Linked DNA regions of Mus musculus: region 2 is linked to region 1. A link is a contact called in public HiChIP or PLAC-seq data. All regions are on one chromosome and are shown on one strand. The core of a region is the stretch at or near the end of the contact, and the rest is flanking DNA. Distances in the headings are between cores, read along the strand shown.

The links. HiChIP or PLAC-seq counts read pairs in DNA pulled down with a chosen protein or histone mark.
Region 2: an H3K4me3 HiChIP or PLAC-seq map of embryonic stem cells shows a contact between it and region 1, with 2.3 times the contacts expected there. The contact joins the enhancer-like site here to the promoter of Arhgap27 in region 1. A contact is called at or near these places in 11 of 39 promoter capture datasets (the 3T3-L1 cell line, 3T3-L1-derived adipocytes, the HPC-7 cell line and 5 more), 13 of 484 Hi-C or Micro-C datasets (B cells, the G1E-ER4 cell line, bone marrow-derived macrophages and 4 more), 11 of 115 datasets of contacts at active chromatin or transcription factors (bone marrow-derived macrophages, embryonic stem cells, epiblast stem cells and 2 more) and 1 of 9 other capture datasets (pancreatic islet).

The regions. Positions count from the first base shown.
Region 1 is chr11:103,361,810-103,367,245 of GRCm38.p6, reverse strand. Arhgap27 (Rho GTPase activating protein 27) reads left to right here and starts at 3,554. Exons shown (of 18, transcript NM_001205236.1): 1 at 3,554-3,977; 2 at 4,912-5,039. Plekhm1 (pleckstrin homology domain containing, family M (with RUN domain) member 1) reads left to right here. Exons shown (of 12, transcript NM_183034.2): 12 at 253-2,971. The coding sequence ends at 364.
Region 2 is chr11:103,443,159-103,448,311 of GRCm38.p6, reverse strand. No RefSeq gene overlaps it. Among named protein-coding and RNA genes, the nearest start is that of Gm39397, 24 kb to the right of the region's middle. Within about 2 kb of position 3,796, at least 40 of the 459 cell types and tissues checked have an H3K27ac peak or open chromatin away from gene starts, as enhancers often do. A contact at or near this core is called in B cells, the G1E-ER4 cell line, bone marrow-derived macrophages and 2 more, where this site is marked.

The sequences.
Region 1 (5,436 bases), core at 2,305-4,804:
GTATCAGCTCTGGGCCTGGGCTCTTGTTTAAACTGCTCCAAAGACAGGCTAGAATAGTCACGTAAGCAGTCAAGCAGCACTGGCAAAGAGTGACATGGGACATCAGTGGGCATGGGGTTCACTTAAGGATTCAGTATCTGACCTGCTTTCCAAGGGATTAGGAGGGTAGCACATGTGGGCGCCAGCTGCTGACAACTCAGCCTCTCTGGGTTCTGTCCATGGCACCAGCAACCCCCGATGCTCTCTCCTCAGGTGTGCTGAATGCAGAACTGTCTTCCATCAGAGCTGCCAGGCTGTGGTGAGGAAGGGCTGTCCCCGATGTGCCCGCCGGCGCAAGTACCAGGAACAGAACGTTGTCAGTTAACCCCGCTGTCCCAACTTTCTGGGGCCATCCATCTGGGTCTGTCATTGGCCTAGGCTTCCTCTTCTCCCTATAAGGAAGACTCTCGGGTGTGCCCAGAGCTCCAGCCTACCGAGAAGGCGCAGGAAGTCCCAGTGATGCCCGAGGCCCCTCACAACCCTTCTGCTCCAAGAGGGGATCCAGCAGGTGCCTCTGCCCAGGGCCTGGCTTCCCCGGCTGTCATGGCTCCTCCGTTAGGGCTGTTCATGTGTACACTGTGGGAACGAAGCCTGGTGAGCATTGCCACCATGCTCCTGAGTAAAGGTCTAGTTTTTTTAAGGCAGGTTTTTTCCCCCTTCATAGTTAAACAGAAAATATTTTTTTATTCTTGACCTACCCAAGTCACCCAAGAAATACAACCCTTCGCCCGACCAGATGGGTGAGAGCAGCCCCAGCCCAGGCAGGCATGGAGCTGGGTGGACAGGCCTCTGCTGGGTTAGCCTATCTGGACTGGGTGCTTTGCCTCTGCCCTTTCTGGCACATACTGCCAAGAGTGCAAGTGTCATGTGCCAAATGGCCTGTCATTGTGAGGCTGGGTTCTGTGGCCACCTTTCCCTCCACTCCTCACGTTCTCACCTGTAAAGCGTCCCTCCCTCTGTTGGAGCTCTTGGCTTACCTAATAGCTGTGAGTACAGCACAGCAGGAGCAGGGGGTGACCAGCACCAGCACTGTCAGCACTTTGAGCCTTCCCTGCTCAGGAAGGCCATGACCTTGCCCACCTCATCCCCATGCCCCCTTACCCTGCAGGGTAGAGTAGGCTAGAAACCAGAGAGCTCCAAGCTCCATCTGTGGAGAGGTGCCATCCTTGGGCTGCAGAGAGAGGAGAATTTGCCCCAAAGCTGCCTGCAGAGCTTCACCACCCTTAGTCTCACAAAGCCTTGAGTTCATAGCATTTCTTGAGTTTTCACCCTGCCCAGCAGGACACTGCAGCACCCAAAGGGCTTCCCAGGAGTAGGGTTGCCCTCAAGAGGCTCTTGGGTCTGATGGCCACATCCTGGAATTGTTTTCAAGTTGATGGTCACAGCCCTGAGGCATGTAGGGGCGTGGGGATGCGCTCTGCTCTGCTCTCCTCTCCTGAACCCCTGAACCCTCTGGCTACCCCAGAGCACTTAGAGCCAGGGGCCTCAGGTGGAATGGAGGGTCTCCCTGGAAATGTGCCTGTCCTGTCTAGAGGAGGTTACCCCACCCTCCCTGAGGTGAATGAGCTGAGTCACCTGAAGCTTGAATTGTGCAATAAAACATAGGAGTAGGAAGGCAGATGGCAGAGGCTGCCAAGAGTTCATCTGTCCGTCATGGAAGACAGCGCTCACCAGTGGTTGAAACACCAAAGCCCCCAGAACCACCCAGTGTATCTCTATCTGCACCCCCGAGCTAGCATTAACACGTCCCCCAAACTACAACCTGATCAGAGCCTCCTTTCCTTGTTTTGGGATCCTGAATGGGCAAGAGTCTGTCCCCTGTGGGCCTGTCACATGAGGGTATTCCAGAACCTGTCTAGGAGATGGAGCCCTCCCAGTGTCTGGGCTGCGAGCATAAGAGCTGGCCCTGTCCTTGACTAAGCGACTGACTGACTGCTCAAGTGAGAGACTTGCCCCCACCAGAAGAGTGCTCACGTGAACCTCAGCAGTGCCCACACTATTGGAAAAAATGCTATTTTATGCAATATTCTGACAAGTGAGCCTTGGCAGTGCAGAGGAGAAACTGCTGCTGTGTGGTATTTGAGTGATTTTGCAGTAAAGAGCTGGCCTTTCTAAGCAGTCTTGTTTCTGAATCTCAATCATTTGGCTCTGGGGAAACACTACCTGGCTCCCCTTAGTCCTATGCACTGAGCATTTCAGGGTCCATGGAGCACACTTGCCTGACCAAGCAGCGAGGGAGAAGAGGTAAGTGAGGGAATGTAGGCTGCGGGCGCAGGTGGGTGCCTTTCTCTCTCTCTCTCTCTCTCTCTCTCTCTCTCTCTCTCTCTCTCTCTCTCTCTCAAACACACACACACACACACACCCTGTAAAAGCAGGACTCTGGGCATGGAGAGAGGCAAACAAGGAAACCGGGCCCTGGCACCTACACTCACGGATTAAAGACTCCAGAGGCCTGTCTACTGCTAGCCTTCCCCAGGAGCTCCAGGAGAAGCCCCCACCCCCACCAAACACCCCCACCCCCCACTGCCCCTGTTAGGACAAAAGAAGGAAACAGATTAATTCCTAGGGAAACCAGGTTGCAGAAAAATGGGACAGAAAAAGACAACATCCAGGGCTTCGTTTCCTGGCCTTGAGCGCCCTCAGCCAGTGGGTGGGTGCTCCTTGGCCATCTTTGAGGCAGGTTCTCAGGGCTCAGAGCAAAGGGAGAGGAACTGGATTTGGAGGTTGGGGGTGGCAGGCCCGGGGGAGGCGCCTGGCACTTGCGCTGCTGCTGCTGCTGTCTTTGGTTGTCTTTCCACCTTCAGCACAGTGCCTCTGAGGGCAGTTTCCCCTTTCCCCTGTCTAGAGGGGGATGGGCAAACTGGAGTTCTCATCCCCAGAAAGTGCCTCCTATAATGAAAGGAACAGGTTAATAAAATACATGCGCTCACCATCGTTGTGTTTAGTGTCTATTTCGTTTAACCGTCCCCACAAGCATGTAATGGGAGTAAATTGAGACTCATGGGTACTCCCATGTCTATACAGGCTAGCTTGTGGCACAGTTGGGCATCAGGTTGCTGTATGGACAAGGACCTGGCTGGCTGGCAGAGTGACTAGGGCAACTAGGAAAGGACAAAGGTAGAGTGGAGGGAAAGAGCTCACCCCTTCATTTTGTGCCTTCCCTAATGGATCCTAAGATACCCACCTCAGTGTGGACTTGTTAGTGGACAAAACTAGTCAAGTCAAAATATGGAAAAAGGAATTGGTGGAGGGCTGTCCAGCTGAACCCTTAGCCCTGCGACACTAGAGGAACATCGGCCTAGTGGGGGTGGGGGGCTCCCTTCTCTGCTCAGCGGCCCCTAATGGAGCATCTAGTTGAACCCCACTCTTTCTTGGAAGCCAGAGAAAATAAAAACTGGGTCTTGCCTTTGTCAGAAGTGTTCACAGGCACACCTCAGAGTGCTAAGGCTGCTTTCCCAAGAGGCAGGTAGTTTCCAAAATGGGAGGATCCCGCAACTGCACTTCGGCCGCCTGCAGAGTGGCCGGTGACTTCCTCCGACAAGGATGAGGGTCAGTGGGAGTCTAATCTGGTCAGAAGCTGAGAGAAACTGCCTCCCCCGCAGATCTCCATCCAGGCCCTGCCACCGCCTCCTCCCCGGAGACAGTCAGGTGTGGCCCAGGATCCTGGGGAAGAGGGGGGAGGGTGGCGTCTCTGCTCCTAGAGCGCTGGCCCGGCCCAGAGGGGACAGGAAGCCAGGACACCGGGGATTGTCTCTTGCAAGCACAGCCCAGTCCCGGCTTGGGAGGAAGTTCTGCCGAGCGCTCTCCGCCGGTTATATTGTTGAACAGGAAACAGGGCATCGCCGGAGCAGGGCTGTGGAGCAGGCAGCTCCGGACGCGGACCCCACGCGCGTCTGCCGGGACAAGTGGAAGCTAGGCCAGCGGGCGAAAGTTCTAAGGTGCCCGGGCCGGGCTGGACTGAGGGGGGAATGGCGTTGGGGAGGATGGCGCTGAGTATTGGGAGGGCGGGAAAGGTGCCCCCAGGTGGCCGTCCCCACCCTAGAGCCCCGCGCACCGCCTGCCCTTCTCGCTGCACTGGGGCTAGAGCAGTGCGAACCTGGAGGAGGGCCCGGAGGCCCAAACCCCGGGGAGGAGCTTTAGGTGTAGGGCTGCCTTCTGTCTGGGGGCGAGAGGTGAACCAGCCGAAGTCCCCCAGTGCTGACTTAGATATTGGTGACGCTATAGCTAGGGACGACCGGGAGCAGAAGATACAGGAGACCTACTGGCTAAGGGCGCCTTCCTCACCGCTCTCGCATCCCTCCCCTTCTCTTCGCTCACCCCAGATAATGGAAGGATCTGAGGCACAGGTCCTCTTGTCACACAACCGGAGACACAGCACTCCCCTGTCTGTGAGCGTCCCTGCAAAGGGACTCTAGTTTTTCCAGGCCCGGACAGGCTGCTCCCAGAGAGAGCCTCAGAGGGCGGAGGTGCTCCCGGAATGGGTAGTGCTCTTAATCTTGCTGTGAAGGGCTCACAGTTCGTGATTCAGGGAGCAAAAGGCCCCGCTCGGAATGTGCATGCCAGGACAAGACAGCCAACTCCGCCGGGCATTCCCAGAGCATCGCGCCCGCGGAACGCCAGGTCCTCTAGGACAACAAACCCCTCTGAGCGTTGAGGGGGTGGGGGGGAGCAGGGCCTACTGACTCTTGGGCTCTGCTCGCCTATCCATCAGCACCCCTTCCACTCAGCCCCTTCCCCATGCCTTTTTTTTTTTTCCTGGAGACCTCAAGGGCTCCAGCACAGACATTATGGCTTCTCCGCATCCTCTCAGACAAGCTGTATTGGGGACTAGGAACAGCCCTACTAAGTGTCGGTCTCCGCCTCTCCTCCCAGTGTCTCCTGTTTCGCGCTGTTTCTTCAGTCTCGGTCCTTGGAAGTCCCTCCCACAGATATGGTAGAGGCCTAGTCTGCTTCCCTCCGTCAGCCCCGCCCATGGGCAGCCTGAGATCCTCCCAGCTAACGTGAGTGCACGGTTGGGGTCCTGGGAAAGGGGGCGTAACCCAAGGGTACACACTTCTAGGATTCTGCTCGGCCAGCTCTGGTCTGCCATTTTACCATCTCTCGGGTCAGGATGCTCAGTGACTAAGTTTACACCCCTTCCATCATCAAGGAACTCTTGAAAAAAGAAATCAGCCTTAGCAAGACGGTGGACACCCCGCTGCTGGTCCCCAGGCCACCTTGTAGGGCAATAAACGGAGTGGTCATTGTAAGGTTTTGGAGTGACCAGTACTTCCGGAGTAGGCCACCTGCTTCACTTTGTTGAAGACACACAGTTGGGATTGTTCACGCGCGCACACACACACACACACACCAGGCACCAGACAAAACTAGCATTGGTGGGGGGGGGGGGGGTCGCGT
Region 2 (5,153 bases), core at 2,547-5,046, 81 kb before region 1:
CTCTCTCTCTCTCTCTCTCTCACACACACACACACACACACACACGCACACATATAAAATAAAAATTATTTTAGAATTGAGAATGTGCATACTAACCACAGAAAAATATTGACATTCCAATAATATGAAGACTGGTGTCAGTCATGGTCACCCAGTGGCCTCAGTCCCCAGGGAACCATTGACCATCGTGGCTGCTTATGGTTCCAAACAAGAGCGGCCAGCCTTCTGAGACCTCACCTGGCTCGTCAGTTACCTGACTGTGCAGGAGGCACTTCCCAAGCTTTACCCTGAGCATGACAGCCAGGTATTTCTCTGTGTGGTGACCTCAGTGAGGCAACTTAAAGCACAAGCCGTAAGGAATGCATAGCCGTGGGAAGCATCGAGAGCCACCTTCACCACTGACCCGTAGGGGCAGTGTGCTTGGTACCAAGCCCTGGGCTGGCCCTCTAACATCTTGTGCCATTTAACCCAACACTCTCCTCTAGCACCATTGTTTCAAACTGTCGTCCAGAAGGTGGGGTTGGGCAAGCTTGTACTCTCAGTACTTGAGAGATCCAAGTAGGGTGATTCCTGCAACTTCAAGACCAGTCTGGGCTACACAGTGACATCCAGGCCTCTTTGCAGTACATGGTGACACCTTGGTCAGAAAGCATTACAAAAAAAAAAAACCAGGACTTGGACTGTAAGCAAAATGCAGCCTGCTCAAGAACCCCATACCATATACCATAATAAGCAATTAGACCTAACAGTTCAAAGCCTCTCAGCAACCGTCACCCTGCCCTGCTACAGGGAATGGAGTATGGAGACTCACAAACCATACTGCCGACAAAAGTCAGCATTTGCATGGAAGGCGATGACCATTCTTTCTAAGGGCTAACACTGAGTCAGGTACAGTTACAATGCTATCACATGGGCAGAGTTATACACACACAACCCAAGCCAACTCATCCTATTTGAGGGGCAGGGGTTTAACCTTGACAATAATATTGGAAGCACAAAAGGAACTGACAAGAAAGCAGGGAGAGAGGAGCCTCAATCGCTGGGCCTCCCAAAGCAGGCACCAGGCCTTTCCACACAGCCACTAACACTACGATTAGTGACTCATTTCTCAAGACAAGTTTTGAGATACCATGTTCTCCTCCTCCATCCCAGAATTGGCAAAGTAAACACTTTCCATTTTATTATTATGATTTTGGTCTTCTTTAGAGTTGGGAGTCTCACTGTCCTAGAACTCACTCTGTAGACCAGGTTGGTCTCAAACTCACAGAGATCCACCTGCCTTTGCTTTCCGGGTCCTGGGATTAAAGGTGTGAACCACTGTACCAGGCTTCCATATCCTTTAGCAGATGAGGGAAATAGTGTTAGAAGTCAAGAGCAGAAACTGAAGAACGGAACTCAAGTGAGCTGCAGCCATGACAGAAGTAACTGAGACAGAGACAGCTCCGGGTCTGCCCTGCATGGATAGAAGCTCTGGGTTCACCTGTAAGCAGTTCCAGGAGCTAACAAAGCACTTCGAGACAGACCTCCAGCTCTAACAAGGAGGCTCTGGAGGCCTTGGCTGGCACACTCAAACTGACAAAAGAAGACATCAAGATTTGGTTCCTTTATCAAAGGTATGAGATGGTGCTCAAGCAGCTATCCGAGGCCCACACATCTGAGCTGGAGTCAAGGGAACATACCTCTGGGTCCTCACCTTGTTGGAAGCTATGGGTCAAAGTTTGGCTCAAGAGTTAGTCTAATACACCTCTGGCACAAGAATTGGGAAAGGTACTCCATACCAAGCAGAACCCCGAGGAGTTCTCCCAAAATGACCCTGGACTCCCCTAAGCTTTGGAAGCCTTGAAGAGTCTCACACTCTTCTGGGTCCCAAAGCAGAGATGGCATGTCACAGGACTTCTGACTCCCTAGCATAGGCTCTTTTTGTTAATGTTTTTTCAATTTCCTTGTTGGGGTAGGGGGCTCTTAGATTTTATGTCTATTAATGGTATATTAATAATAAACAGCTAATCCTGGGGGCCGGAGGTGGGGAGGAGAAGTCAAGAGCTGTAGCCTTGTGCTTGGACCATCTGCCCCCATTTCCAAGGTGTCCACATTCCTCTTATCATTCCTCCTTCCCTCCTCTGGCCCTCGTCATCATCAGAAATCACCTCTGTTCTCCTGGGACGGAAATGCAGTTGCACCTGACCCTCACAGACATCCATGGTATCCTAGGACTCCCAAGTGAAGTGGGGAGAATAAAAGGGGATGTCCGAATCACGTGAAGAATTTCACCTGCAGTTCAGAGCTAGGATAGGGAAAATTAGTCAGTGACTTCAAGTAGAGAGGACAGTGAACAAGTATTAATGTCTGTGACTACAGTCAGAGAGCCAAACAGATAGACGGTATAACAAGATGGCTGCTCTAGGCAGATAGCCAAACAGAAAGACGGTATAAAGATATATTGCACTAATACAACTCACAGGATACTCAAATTCTGTCTAACGTGGGCTCCATGGGAATTCTGGGTTATTATCCTGCATGGCAAAGTAGAAAAGGCCTTATTTCATTTGTTTTGGATTGTTTTAATTTTCAAAATGGGTGTGATGTTGAGTTTTGTGGTTATGTTATTCTTCTGGGAGAGAGGTCAAAATAAAGGATTTTCTGGTTATTGTCTCAAGGATATGCTGATTTGGGAGAAAGTTTTTGTCTTTGCGTTTTTAGAAAAGGTGATTAAGTGTCTATACACCTTTCAAAGTAATATGGGTCAGATTTGATGCAGGGAGGCCCCCTGAAGAACTAGACTCCAGAGAATCAAACAAAAAGGTTATCTTGATGATACTAAAATTTTGTTTTGGGATTTGTGTATTACAGCCTTGGTGAGTCTCATCGTCAGACATGCTCAACTGACCCGCTTGAACTCCTCATGTCTGTCAGCCAGATCCAGTCAGGACACAGACATCAGAGGGTAATACAATGGTCGGTGTGGCCTTCATAAAGCCAACCAACTCCCCCATTTTCCCTACTCACCCTTCAAAATATCTCAGCACCCATATTCAGCTTGAAGTTATAAAGAGTCGTTGACCCAGTTCCCTGGGACTTGGGGGGCTGGAGGTGCTTATTATAGGTTTGTCTTGCTAGGAAATGTAGAAATGGTCATATTTGGAACAGGGAGGGAATAGCTAGAATTGATTGTATAGCCATAATCTCACTTGGTAGAAATCTTTACAATTGTTACTAAGTTGAAGTCATAAGTTCTTATTTTGGTACAGAATTTATTTTGATGCAAAATTAAGGTTTGCATTGGTATAAATTTCTTCTATTGATACTAAAAATTTTAAAGTACAGGGCTTAGTCCCAGTTCTTCTGTTGCTGTTATTATAAACTGATCTGAGATGATTAAGCCTGTGAGTTAAGGGTCAAATAGCAAATTCATGGCTCTGAGTTTATTGTTAGAGTGTTTTCTGATATTTTAATTAGAAATTGCTGAGAGTAATTAATGGCAAGCACTATAGATTACATAGATAGTTGGTTTTCAAAAACATCAGAAGTCCACAGAATGTGACATTTAATGTTATTTATTCACTTGTTATTGAGACAAGTCCGCTCCTGACAGCTTTCCCTTTCTTGGATTCAAAGAAGAAATTGAGCATCAGTGGAGTTGCTCCAGTTGTGTTGAGACAGCCACTAGGCAAGAATTGCCTCATTTCATCTACAAACATAATACTGTCCAGAAAAAGGACACAATTTACAGGATAGGACAGCTTAGTTCTGCCAAGACAGAATAGGCTAGTCCTTAGTTTCCTGTTTTTCTAAGGCCTGTCAGATGATCCTGGACCAGAAGGCTGAAAACAGATGGATGCTCTATCTTCCTGACTTACTGGGGCTGTATAAGGAGGCAGCTGTCTCTACAGTTTGTCTCAGTTCTGGAAGCTGTGGTAGGCTTCCTATATATTTAATATAGTTAATGCTAGTCATTCTCAGATTTCTGACAGGGTTGAAAAACTACTTATAGTCTCATAGACAATCCAGGCATTTACTTTGAGAGAATAGATTTGAGAGGATGGTTTTCAGATGGCATATAATCTAAAGCCAAGACATAAGTCAAGGTAGAATCATAAGTCTTTTAATTTAGGATAGATGACAATGTTCTATCTTAGTGACATAAATGATGGACTGGGTATTAGGTCTATCTTATACTTTATAAACTACAAAGTGGTAATAGTTGTGCTTTATTTGTATTTGAGAGAAAAGTTTTGATTTTTATTAGAACAGAAAGGGGAAGTGTTGTGCTTGGGCCTGGTGCTGTTTGCATTTTGATGCTAATTCTGCTCTCCTGGGAGGGGTTGCAGACAAGGAGTGAGTCATACTCAGGAGACTTCTTATGAACCAATCCTCTGATGAATAAAGGAGCCAGTCACTTGGGTGAGTAGGCGGGACTTCCGGGTTGGACAGAGGAATTGAAGAAGGAGGGAAGAGTTAGGGCTTTTTGGTACAGGGGTAGCATAAGGGCAACATGTAGCTGCTAGTTACCTGGTATCATGGCAGATCGGTCAGGACTTACCACCTGAGGAATCAGATTTAGTAGGGCTTACAAGATAAGGTTTTAGTTGTTGCACCCAGAAATTGAGCTACCATTGTTTCTGAGCTAAGTTTGTGTGGTGATTTTCTTCTCCAGGCGATTTGATTGGAGTCCAGAGAAAAAGGTATAGGGGCGAATCATGTTAAGTCATGGGTTCGCCTGATGTGCACCACAAAGACCATGGGGGCTTTGAAGCATGAGACTGTCATGGTAACGGCCCACCAGTGGGAACCTAGTGAGCTGGGTGGAGACGTTAGGGGAGCTCCGGGCCAGAGAGTCTCCACACGAAAAAACAGGTCAGCCATTACCTTCCAGTGCATGGCCAGCCAGGCAACCCAGGGCAGAGAGTTGCCAGCACAAGTGTAGGAACGTGCCAGGTCGTTCTTTTTTAATATTTCCCGCAACAGCACCCCTCAGCCAAGAGGAGCTCAGACCTTCCCCGCCTTTAAGAACTTTTGAGTAGTAGTTATCTAGAAATCGCTACTGTTAGTGTTACTAGGCCTAAGCCTGTGTCTTAGCAACCCAAAAGAAGCTAGGCTCAGAAGGCTGATGGAAGAAACAGAGTAGAGAAAGTGGAGAAGGATTTATTCAATGT